3 separate regions of the Mus musculus genome follow, and all the other regions are linked to region 2. Evidence: chromatin contacts called from public HiChIP or PLAC-seq data. All regions are on one chromosome and are shown on one strand. Each heading gives the region's core, a stretch centred on a gene start, on an enhancer-like site or on the middle of the called end of the contact. The rest is flanking DNA. Distances are from core to core; before and after follow the strand shown. Region 1 has its middle 33 kb from the start of Gm35935. Region 2 has its middle 23 kb from the start of 4930448I06Rik. Region 3 has its middle 79 kb from the start of Gm35935.

Evidence for each region. HiChIP or PLAC-seq counts read pairs in DNA pulled down with a chosen protein or histone mark.
Region 1: a contact with region 2 is called in an H3K4me3 HiChIP or PLAC-seq map of embryonic forebrain, with 5 times the contacts expected there. The contact joins two enhancer-like sites. A contact is called at or near these places in 2 of 484 Hi-C or Micro-C datasets (embryonic somatosensory cortex and neural progenitor cells), 6 of 115 datasets of contacts at active chromatin or transcription factors (astrocytes, differentiating embryonic stem cells, embryonic basal ganglia and 3 more) and 1 of 9 other capture datasets (embryonic trunk).
Region 3: an H3K4me3 HiChIP or PLAC-seq map of embryonic forebrain shows a contact between it and region 2, with 8 times the contacts expected there. The contact joins two enhancer-like sites. A contact is called at or near these places in 4 of 484 Hi-C or Micro-C datasets (adipose-derived mesenchymal stem cells, cerebellar granule neurons, embryonic somatosensory cortex and 1 more), 3 of 115 datasets of contacts at active chromatin or transcription factors (astrocytes, embryonic forebrain and stem cell-derived neural progenitor cells) and 2 of 9 other capture datasets (embryonic stem cells and embryonic trunk).

What each region holds. Positions count from the first base shown.
Region 1 is chr1:41,604,145-41,608,129 of GRCm38.p6, reverse strand. No RefSeq gene overlaps it. Among named protein-coding and RNA genes, the nearest start is that of Gm35935, 33 kb to the right of the region's middle. Within about 2 kb of position 2,544, at least 27 of the 459 cell types and tissues checked have an H3K27ac peak or open chromatin away from gene starts, as enhancers often do. A contact at or near this core is called in embryonic basal ganglia, embryonic forebrain, neural progenitor cells and 1 more, where this site is marked.
Region 2 is chr1:41,156,449-41,160,341 of GRCm38.p6, reverse strand. No RefSeq gene overlaps it. Among named protein-coding and RNA genes, the nearest start is that of 4930448I06Rik, 23 kb to the left of the region's middle. Within about 2 kb of position 2,476, at least 49 of the 459 cell types and tissues checked have an H3K27ac peak or open chromatin away from gene starts, as enhancers often do. A contact at or near this core is called in embryonic basal ganglia, embryonic forebrain, neural progenitor cells and 1 more, where this site is marked.
Region 3 is chr1:41,650,166-41,654,379 of GRCm38.p6, reverse strand. No RefSeq gene overlaps it. Among named protein-coding and RNA genes, the nearest start is that of Gm35935, 79 kb to the right of the region's middle. Within about 2 kb of position 1,534, at least 64 of the 459 cell types and tissues checked have an H3K27ac peak or open chromatin away from gene starts, as enhancers often do. A contact at or near this core is called in embryonic forebrain, neural progenitor cells and stem cell-derived neural progenitor cells, where this site is marked.

The DNA.
Region 1 (3,985 bases), core at 1,295-3,794, 450 kb before region 2:
AATGATTCTTCATCTATGGGTTATTTTCATTTCTTTTAGATCAAACACGTGATGGATAGCTGTAACAGTTTGAAGTGGCCCACAAGCCTGTTGGACATGGCAACCTCCAATATCACTGGTCTCTCCAAGCAGCTCTGAGGGCACCTGACATTTTGAGCAGTGCCCTATTGTGAGCCAGCTGAGTATTGAGTGAATTGAGTGTTGCTCTTAGCCTAACCAAAGCAGATAAGGGAGGAACAAATGGATGAGTTTGGGAAATATAAAGAATTGACAAGTAACAAAGAAAATAGGCACAGGGAAAATCCATGCGGTGGGACTGGTTCTAATTCATATACTACATAGTCATTTCCCATATGCCTCTGGCATTCCTGGGGCAGGATGTTGTTGGGATGAAACCCAAAACTCTTTGAATGCTGGGCAATGCCTGTTCTTATTCAGATGCCTCCCTGTTTTCTTAATTCCAGAAAACAGATGACAAAGCTCCAGTTGTGAGATGCATATATAGAATCTTACCTAAGACCTTTTATGGTATCTCCAAAACATAGGATATTATTTAAGATAGGAGCCGTGTCACACAATCTGCAACACTTGTTCCCAGGAGGCTGAGGCAGGAGAGAATGGAGAGTTCAATGCCAGGTAAGACTGCACAGAGAGAGTAGAACCAATCTAGGGTATACAAACTCTGTCTCAAAAACACAGAAAACAAGTGAAAATGGAAACATAAATAAGAGACTATTTTGCTAATTTTTCTAAGGCATGTCACACTATCATTTGAAAGAACAGAAGGCAGATTAGCTATATGTGGCAAAGCCCATACACAGTATGTGAGGGTCTCTGAGCTAGAAGCATGGTCTGAATCCCAGGTGCTGGGGGGCTTAGAGTCTGGTTCTTTCTTTTGGAGGAGGGTCACATCTCTGAAAGGCTCACCCTCCCAGGACCAGTCACCAGGAACCACTCAACGATGGGATACTTACAGTCTGAAAGCGGAGCTGAGTGGAGATTGTATTTGGAGGGTGGCTGAATACATGAATTACTCAACATCTGTTATGATTTATCTTGATTGTCAATCTGATGAAATTTATAATCATGATGGAAACAAATCTCTGGTTATGTCTTTAAGGAATTATCTAGATTAGGTTAATTGACAAAGAGTTCCCACCCTAAATGTGGGCAATACCATTCCAAGGCCTGGAGTTTTGGACTCAGTAAAAACAAGACAGGACACCTAGCTCTCTACCTCCTGACTGATGTCACATGACCAGGCAGCTTATGCGCCTCTGCCAAGACTTTCCATGAAGGATTGTAATCCCCAACCTCTAGCCAAAATACTCCGCCGCCCCCCCCCCCCCACTTAAGTTGCCTTTGTCACGGAATTCTACCACAGCAATAAGAAAACTGATTAATGTCACATCTGTGCTGATAAGACAGTTACTAAGACAATTCTCTGGGTCCATCTAATTTACAGTAAAGTTAGGTTTTGGTGATTTAAGAATAAAAAATATTTGGTTAAATTATCTTTAAAAAAAAAGAGTATACTGAGGTGGAGAGATATTGAAATGTTTTTAGCCGTAATGATAGGGATCAAATCAAGGCTTTGAACATACTAAGCCATTTTTCTACCAATATGATACAGCTTCCTGTTTTCTCAAGAAGAGTTATCACAGTGCAGACCCAGGCTGTCCTTGTCTGGATTGTCCTGCCTCAGCCCTTGGCACTGAAAATAGGGATTTGCCACCATGCCTAACATGGCAGACAACCCTAAGTGCTGCCTATTTCCCACATGTTTGCCATTTAATATTTATTCTGCTTCTTTTCTTCTTCTTCCTGTGACTGGAGTCAGTTAGCTTCCTTAAATGGCCAATTTTTAAACTCTTGAGTGTCATTTCGATCCATGTATTGGCTACTTTCCCATCCTTTCTAAACATAAGTGCTTAAATTTAATAAAATGCATGGCTTCCCATCTGTGTTTTAATATCAGACTTCTAGGGAAAGCAACATGTGAAGTATGTTAAAGGCTGTGAGGAAACATGGTCATGTTGGAAGAAAATTTTTGTTTTTGCAATGAAGGTCGGAAGGAGAAGCAAAGCAGAGAGGCTCCAGTGCCCCTTTCTGGGCTCTGCTTTCTCTGCAGCTGCGTGGAGGTGTGAAAGGCAGCCAACACTCTCCCATTGAACTGGGAAGGGCATAAATTCAAGCCACGAATGTGTGAACTGCATTGTCCTCTCTTTGTGAGCCTCTATGAATGCTACCCAGTTGTAAGCATTTAATTTCATTCTGTAATAATTCAGTTGCCAAAGTCTTTGTCCTTGCTTCCTAACATATGCCCCAAGGCTTGTTTCAAGCAGACAGATGCCATTAAATATGTTTATTAAGCTTGAAGACAGAAAATACTTCCTAAACTCCATGTACACGTAGAAATACAGATTCAAATTTTGATGGAATATCCCCTTAAGAAAGGATTGCATTGATTTCTATTTAGTATCAAATCATAGGCTTCTATAATTTTAAGAACTAATTAAACAGATTGAAAGTAGTGCCTGTGGCTTAATCCTGTGATAAATCTGCATGAGTCCCAGACACTGGGGTAGCTCTCCATTGAATTTGCTTCAGATCCACAAAACAAACTAAGTTCTGGAAGAGATACTTATTGTTTAATTATGGTTTAAATATATACACTAAAGCAATAATTTGAGTAAACAAGAATTGCAGGCTATTCACGGATGTGTGAGAAAAGGAAGACGTATGAACCACGTATACTGTAGTTCTTCCTAAGAAGAAAGTTCAATGGGTAGGTTAAAATTGGCCAAATTCCTAAGCAGTGAGAAAATCTCTCACTGGTTTCCCATTGATAGGCAATGAAAGAACCAAACTTGGAAAGCAATGTGGTTTGGGAGGAATCGCTGAATAGAAGCCTCAGGGGCATGCGGTGTTCGGGAGTTGGCATGTTGTCCAGTTTTGTCCAATTATCAATACATGAGAGGGATTAGCTGTCGGTAATGGCGCGATGAATAAAAGACTCAGGTCATAAGCAGTGAGTTTAGAAAAGTGAGAGCGTACTTCGCGGGGAAAAGCCTTTCTAAATTAGCAATAAAATGAGATGATTAGGTTAACTGTTTCGTTTCTAAAGTAGATAAATCCTGGTGATGGGAATCATGCCCCGATTGGCCCGTCCAGGTTCGTCCAACTTTCGTTTTTTTGCTGCGAAGTAATCACTGGAGCCTCCACATCGTCAGTGACAGAAAACTCAAGGCAAATTTTCAAGAATCCATGGGAAACCGTACTGCGACCTTGAGAAGAAAAGGGGGGAGTGGAGGGAAATAAGAATCTGAATAGTTAATAGAAAGTTTAGATTCAGATTAATGATTTGCTTTGTCTAAATGCTAGCACTGGTATTCACATGAAAATCCTCACTTAAGAACATAGTTAGGATGCATCAATCCTCAAACGCTGTATCTCAGAGATAAATGGAAAGCCATTGAGCCCCCAAAGTGTTGATTTATGGCTAACAGCACCTGAATGCCCACATTTCATCATCATTCTAGGGTATCATCATAAAAGGGAAGAATGGGCATTATGGGTAATTATGAAGAGCAAAAAGAAATATGAATAGAAATGCATTTGGAAACTTTTGTGATTATGCATAATAGTCACTCACAGTCACAAAATAAATTAAAAATAAGATAGAAGAAACTTTTACAGTCTTTGTCAGTCATTCCAAATTAACCTTTATTCACAGTGCTTGAACTGATAATGTTTGCACCTGGGAAGTGATCCAAACTTAATTTGGGGTGTTGTTAACAAAAGTCATCTAATGTCATTAAGACTCCCAGTTATCTCTAAAATATTACTGACAAAAAAAAGGGATAATTGGAGCCTTTGCAGATATGCAAAAATTCTCCCCCTTTAAGAGTTTTCTACAAACACGAGAAAACACACAGTTAATGTTTCTAAGAGCGTTGTCGTAAGGAGCTCAGCTAATGGAGTG
Region 2 (3,893 bases), core at 1,227-3,726:
TAGAATCCATCTTTCTCTCCTTAGGGCTGTTTTCATATTCCATTAGAAAGCAATTTTCTCTTCCTACACTCTGTGTTGTAGGCAAGCAGTGAACTGGTCCTAGGAGCCAGACAAGTTCATCTCTACTTCTGATGAATCTCTTTCTATAGTGACTAGGCCTGCTAGTCTTGCCATGATGCTCCAAAGCAGTCCAGAAAGAGAGGGGGGTGGGAGAAAGGGAGAGAGAGAGCTGAATTGCTTTTGCACATAAATCTCACATTGGGAATTATTATCAGGATGGAGAACGTAATATAGAACTCCATGGTAGCACATGTTGGATTAGAACGCAGACTGGCATATTCAATCCCTGCTCTCAACTTGGTGGTGCAGTGTGTGCAGCTGTAATGCATCGTTTCTCTTTCTAGTAATAGTGTTCAATAGGCCAATAGAGAGGAATAGATCTGATATTAGCAAGTTGTTTGTTACCAGAACTCTGTAGCTTGTTATAACCCATGTTTGCCTTACTTCAGAGGACTTGGCCAATTTGAAGTACATGGCTAGTGTTATTCGATGTCTCAAAAATAAATCTTCCAAGGAGTGTGCAAAGTTACATTTCCATATCTCATCTCTTATTCTTCAGGGTCCATGTACAATGCTCCTTAGAAACATTGACAATCCGGACCCACTCCTCAGAGCAAGGCTGCAAACACCAGAGAGGGTCAGAAGTAGAGACCTGTGTCTCTAATCACCGTGAGTTAACAGGATAGTAACTGAGTGGTTCACAATCCAGCCCTCAGATGACTGCATGGCTTGGTGGCAAGGAACGGGGTGCTGCTATCAAGTGGCTCCTAGTGAAGAAGAAGTAAATGGGAATTGGGGATGGGTTTGTGAAGGAGTTGGGGAAGAGAAAAAAAACTGGGTGTGTAGGTGGCAAACAAGGCAGAAAGAGGAGAGAAAGGAAGAAACGCTAATTACTCACATACTTTGGAAGATGAGAACAGGATAGCGTCCAAGTAAGAGGCGTCTAATAGCTCAAAAAGCCTCCAGTGAAGTTGCTCACTACAGGTGAAAGGCCAAATTATCAGATCAAGTGGCTACATTATCAAAAATTATTCTATTGATTCCAGCAAGGTGCACCTTCCCCGCGATGATTACGACCATCTCAGCCCTCCTTTCCTGCTGATTTGGAGCAGGCGGCGGTGGGGCTGCCACATCTCAAGTTGTTCAGGTAAGCACGGCTCTGCCTGCTGCGACAGCCTATCAGACCCTATCAGACCGGTTGGCAGGACGACAGGGTTCTGAGTTCTGAGGGCCAGTGTCTGTATCACATTAAGAAACTGCATGGTGGGCTATCGTTTTGTATCCAAAATTACCTGAGTTCTGAATACTTCCAGAGAGGGGTCCTTAGGAAGAACTGTGGCCTTACAAGCAAATTCCTATAGTCACATGTACCCGGCAGAATGACAAAGCCTTGTACTTCACACCTATAGCCCCATGTGAGTTTAAATTGAAGGAAGGGAGAGCAGGTGCTATAGCCAGTTCAGAGGCTGCAGCTGCAGAAAACAATACGCTAAGGAGCTCGAGGATTAGGAAAAATGGGTGCTTCGTATTTATTTTAGACTATCAAAGGTTCTCTGTTTCTAAGGGAGAGAGAAGGAGACAAATGACACAGACAGAGAAATGATTGAACAAGGGCCCACAGAATAAAAGCCTGAAGATTCTTAATACTGAATGGGCCTCCTAAGACAATAAAGACTTTCCCTATAAACCTAAAGGCGACACCATTTTTAGATTTTTCAACTAGACGGCACCCCTGGAGTGATGATGTCTTGGGTATCAGAGCCCAGAGGACATCTCCCCCTCCCAGTGGCTACACGGTGTGTAACAAATTCCGCATATACTTGCTCAGAGCAGCAAAGCTTGCATGCCTGTTTCCTGGCGCTCATCCTTGGATTCACAGTTGGTTAATGTAAAACCAGGCTGACACAGAGTGTCTTGCAGTTTACGTTTGAAACGGAGCCAAGAGAAAGCACATCTCTGGTGTTGCTGAACTTCCACCCCCATGAGCCTGGAGAGAGCTATTGTGTCCCGGAATAAAAGCACCCAGACAGGATGGTGTGGTTGAACTTTAAGCCAATTATCCCTGCCATTGCCCCCCCCCCCCCGCATCAGCCTCCTACTTCCTGGGACTCCTCGAGTTGATGCTGAACATATTCAAATCTCCCCCTAGAAGGTTTGGTCTAGGTTGCTTCTTCAAAACTGTTTGAACATTAAATATGCAAATAGTCATCATTACACTTCCAACAATTACACGTGTTTGCGAGCACCGTGTCAAGTGCTGGCAGCAGAGCAATCATTTGTAAAGACAAATATTCCATTCCGAGAGATGTCACGCTGCTCAGAAGATCCTTTTTTGTATTAGTAGCCACACTGCTGCTCCGTAAAGTGTGCAAATGAACGTGACAGCGCTGCCAATAGCTGCCAGGCCCTTCCCCTCAGCAGAGCAGGTGCCAATCACCGGACCCCAGCAGCTGAGGAGGCCTGGCCTCACAGCCCGCCTGCAGACTGAGCATGTCGCCCACTCACAAGGCTCCCAGGGCCGCTTCTCCAATTCCATCTCTCCTCTCCCAGGGAGGCGGGGGGGGGGGGGGGGGGAGAGGGGGTAGAGGACACAGCCCTTCAGAATACTTTAATTCCTGATTTCTGAGTGTATTACCATGTGTTTGTAACATGAATTATCGTGTGTGGCTCAGAGGTGATGCAGAGAACTGCTTGAAACATCAGGCCGCAGGACAGCAAAAGACCGGCTTTTCCTGTGCTCTTTTCCCTTCCTTCCTTCCTTCCTTCCTTCCTTCCTGCCTTCCTGCCTTCCTGCCTTCCTGCCTTCCTGCCTTCCTGCCTTCCTGCCTTCCTTCCTTCCTTCCTTCCTTCCTTCCTTCCTTCCTTCCGTTTCCCCTCGCTCTCTGTCTCACCCCTCCCAGTTTCCTCACATAGTTATGGATAATTGTCACTTTATTTACTTTTATCGCATCCAAAGTGCGGCTTAGCAGGGCCTGGACTTGAGTCCCACTAATCTTGCCTTCTCCGAAGTAGGAAAATCCCAAGTCTTGCAGGGTCCAATTGATAACCCGGGTGCTTCTTTTCCATGAAAGACGGATGACTCTGGCAAGCTTGGGAGACTGCAGATAATGGGATTGACTTGGTACTTAAATCTCAGTGAACCAGGACAGCATAAGTAATTAGTGAGTTGGATCCATCCCGGGGTGCTAATGATGGCTAAGTCTGCCCCCACGCCATTCTGCAAACGGCAAGAGACACATCCATCTCAGGCAGATAAAAACCGAGGGGACGCTGATCACAGACAGCATTTATTCCTTCTTTAGTGCACAATTTATCCTAGAAAAGAGCAAAAAAAAAAAATCTAATTTTCCTCAAGTGATACCCAGAAGACCGAGTGACCACACTCCCACCAGAGTTCATTTTGATCAGAGTGCTGCTGCTGTTTTTAATTAAGAAAGGCTAATTAAGAGAAGATCTGCATTTATCTTCTTATCTGTTGTCAGCACAGACTAGCAGACGTTACTTATATTTGTTTACAATCTGGTAACCGGCTTTCTATTACTGAAGCAGTGAAGGCCTCCGTTTATATTAAAGTCCTGAATCACTACTGTTTGGGTTGTGTTGTTAAGAGCTGACTGACTAGCTACTGGGATAACTTTGGGGTATTAGAACTGAGTTTACACACATACATATGAGTGTGCAAAGCACTAGCTACTCCATGCACCCTTAGGTTTTGCCTCAATTAAACCAAAGCAAGATTCTCGTTTGCTGACTGGCCTTTCCGACCATTTTTCTCTCTACCCAGAGTAATGGCACTTTATCAGGATAATTTAGATAAATGTCCTTCCATGGGA
Region 3 (4,214 bases), core at 285-2,784, 490 kb before region 2:
GTGGCTTGTCGCCTCTCTGGAACTGTGAAAAAAAAAATATCTGTGTATTGACTGATAGTTGCCTCCAATTCTTCGGGCTTTAGTACATGCAAACAATAACAAAGTCTTTATTTTAAGTCATCTGTCTTGGGAATCTCAGATATTGTTTTATCCTTCCTTCCTAATATCTAATAAAATTTAATAACTGTTGAATGGTTATCGGGAAGTCATAAGACATCTCAGTCAGTCTTCTTCCTGAATAGAGGACAGTTGATAATCATATGATCTGTCTTTTCTTTTTAATTTTTGCCACGAAAGGTCTAAATAGACCATCGTGAATACATGGAATTAAGATCTTTTTGTCTTTTCGGGTGCCAATAGACCTGATAAAAATTAAATACATTAAGAGGGAACAAAAATTACCTTAACATTAATTTTAATTATTACTGGTCATTTCAGATTTTTTATTGCATTTCACTCACTTGGTGACTGTATTTTCTTATTTTTGGTACAAATGTAATCATTATTCTATTATCATATGAAGAACAGCAACTCACCTTTCCCTGTACAAATGATCTTTTTATTCTGCTTTTTACAGAAAGAATTATTTAGGGATCTGAAATTATCTGACACAAAATGTCTCCTTGGAATTTTTATAAAAAGTAAAAATATGTCTAAAATATTACAGTGTTTATATTCTATTTTACATGGCTAAGCTTTTTAGATATTCTCATGAAGGTGGAGCTTGATGCATTTTCTAATATCAATCATTGATAATTTTAATCTGACATATTATTAGTAGTTAAAACCTGATCCTTCTGCATTGAACAAGACCACAATTTCTATTGATTCACTAAAACTAACCAAATCTGCTAATACCTTCTCTGACAAATAACCTAATTTGTTGTGTATATATCTTGATACTCTCATAAAAAAAATTCAATAATGCTACTGGGACAGAAAGGAACTTTTAGAAAATAAACAACATCCCCGTGTACTGTTCCAGTTTCACCAAAGTGTTTGTGGCAAAGCTGTACTTGTTTGCTTATAGATCTCCCCCTCCTCGTCCACTTTCACTATCAGCTTTGAAAATTCAAAAAGCTCTGTTCCATGATCCCATATTGGCTAGGCTCCAAAGGAAAGCAATGTTTCACTTGTAAATACCCATGACATGACTCTGTCTGATAGGAAGACCTGCGAATCTCTGCTACATCCAGCAAGTCTGTGTTCTGTGCTTTCCAGACAAAAAATTTGTAATTCATATTTCCTTAGGCCAGAATTCTGAAATGAATGCCCAAAAGGGATGTTATTTGTATAAGAGGTACTTGCAAATATGCCGTCAGTTCTCCTTTGAGTAGGGCTCTTCTGTCTTAGACCAGACTCTTTGTCAAAGGGGACCCTGTCACTTGTCCTGGTAGTTAAAATGTAGAAACAAAATCTCTCCTTGGACTGAGTCTTCACATTTTGAAAAATTGCCACAGCGAATTCCCCAGCCTGCCAACTTGGCAGATCCTGAGCTTGAAGCTGGAGGCAAGCCAGGCATCAATGGCACATTCCAAACCCCTGAGTCAGCACCAGGGCTGCCATTTTCTGTCTCATGTGCAGGAAGGCATGCCACTCGTGTCGTGAGCCAAGCCCGCATCTCCATTGTGAAACCCAGACAACTTTCACATTGTGACTCTGTAACCTAGAAAAGGGAATACAGGAAATGGGTGAGTTTTAATCAGTTCTGATATGGGAGAACTCCTTAAGTTGGATGCATTTGAACTCCTCCGTTTTTCCAGAAAGTGAGCTAGAAGTCTGAATAATTTTTTTTTTTTGGCTTAAGTTGTAAAACACAGGTCCTGACCCCTTGTCGTCATTAAAGATCCCATGGGCTCTTTTCAAAGGACTAAGGGGGATTAACCTTTCTGTTCTGGCTAAATTCCTAATTGGATAATTACATTCTGCCTCCCTAAATTATCCCTGTAGCTCCAATTGGATATGGAATTTTCACTTCCTGTCATAAAAGGTTGTGGGGTGTTAGGACATTTCACCCTGGGGGTGATGCCAATTAAGTCGTTAGTGAGGTGAAATCTGTATGAGGTTTGTCTTTCTTTTTACCATCCCTTTCCCCACCTCCTTATTTGGAGTTTAAAATGTGTGGAAATCACTCAGTCATTCATAATGAAAGGGATGTCATACGTTAGCAATGCTGCTTATCGTCACCTTATTTCTAAGAATATAATAAAAGCAGTCAATAATTGATAAGCGTCTGCGGGAGCACTATCATTCCACTGAACAAAAGCATTGTTTGAGATGCTGCTGTCCAAACCCACGAGGAAAGGGTTTCTGAGGCAAGTTCACACACACGGGTATTTTTGTTCGCGAAGTCTGGGGCGGCTCCCGGAGACTGTTCAGAGCCTTTGTGGATTGTTGGCTCAGCATTCACTGAAACATTTAGGCCCAGGGCCAGGGCCAAGGGGAGCCAGTGTCTCTCCTGCATATGGATGTGGGCATTAACTGCATTAATGGTGGGTAGATTACACATGCTCTTGGTTTGGAAAGTAAAGGTCACACATCAGTCTCTTCAGCTGTATTTATCCACACTGAAAATCATGGCCCATAGAATCACCCTTGAACCTCAAAAGTAACACAGCCAGCAATACCCTATACTTACCCAGAGGTGAAGAAAAATTAACAGCCGGCTTGGACTCCTTATTTATTTATGCTTTTGCTGTTAGATTGGTCAAAAAGAGCTTTTGTGGATCAACTATAATCATGTGTATAGTTTGAAATAGGTTGTTTCACTCAAAGATACTACAATGGGTTTTCTAGTTCTATCACAGGACATGTGATTTCATTCTTTAGAAACAGCTGTTTAATGGTTATATACCTAAAACGAAAAATCCTCCCTGCTTCAACTCTCACACAACTGCATTAGAGAAAAGATAAAATGCTGGTTCTTGTCCATGAGAGTAGGAAAGGTAGGGTGTAAAAAGAAATCCAGCAACTAAGAATAGATAACATGTGAGCCCAACAGATGATGAAGAAGAACTTCCTCTGCATACTCCCTCACTAATATTAAATAAATAGTAGTCCATCCTTTACTGTGGCACAGAAATAAATAAAGTAGCTTTAAAGAGTTCAGATACAATGTCTCAATATTTGCAACATAAAATTAGACAACCATGGCTTCTCTATTAGCACATTCTATTTTATGCTACTTTCTTGATGAAATGCAGAGATTGATTTTAAACTATGAAGTAAGATTTTATTTGAGAGTCATTAGAATGATTACACTCACCTCACTGAAACAAGTGGTGGCATCTGACCTATGAACTCTGAGTCTGACCTAAGAACTTTGGTATTCTATTAGTCCCAACATCTCCGAGTATCATTACCTCTTTTTCTCCCAGGAGTTCTCTTAGAAGTAAATTTCTCCTGGGGTGGTCAAATGCAACCCCTGATAGGGCATATCTGATACTTGTCTGAGGGTACTGCAGAGGCAGTAGTGGCACTGTGGAGATGAAAACTCTTGCTTATAATTGCGTACGTTGACTGCAGTGATGTTCCTGTCCTCTGCGAGTGGGTGCAGACTTCCCACCTAAGTGAGTATAGTTCATTATACCATTTGAAATTTAATTATGCTTTATTGCTGCCATTTTATCATTTACAAATCATATCCTATCAGAGTATATTTGAATTACTAGGGAAATTATTGATAACATTTTGCAAATGAAGCATGCCTTAGCTTCTCATTCTTTGCAATAGATTTATAACTGGGCTATGGTGGAAGTAGTTATAATTGATCAAAGCATGCTTGAGCACAGCCTGAAGTTTGCCATTCTACCTGCTATGTTTTATATTGTAGGACCATGGCATATATCTGTCTGTAACCTGGTGGCATATCTAACAGACTTCTCATTTAAACATCTGTGCTGGGTGATGCAGTGGCAATCAGTCCTGTGTGATAGGCATGTGCTTTTTCATTCACCTGAGACCATTCAGTCAGCGAATCCTTGCGATATCAGATCAGAGATGTAATAACCTAGGGTTTCAAATACGACTGGAGAATCAATCCATAAAACGGCAGATTATACATTTGGGGTAAAATGTGATCTGTGTAATACTGACTTTTTTTTATCCTAACATCTAAGATACGAACAATGCAAACACTGCACACACTGTTCTATGTGGGCAAACCTACTCGTTAAGGAAAAAAGAATGGAAATGTTAAAGACTAAACAGCTTAA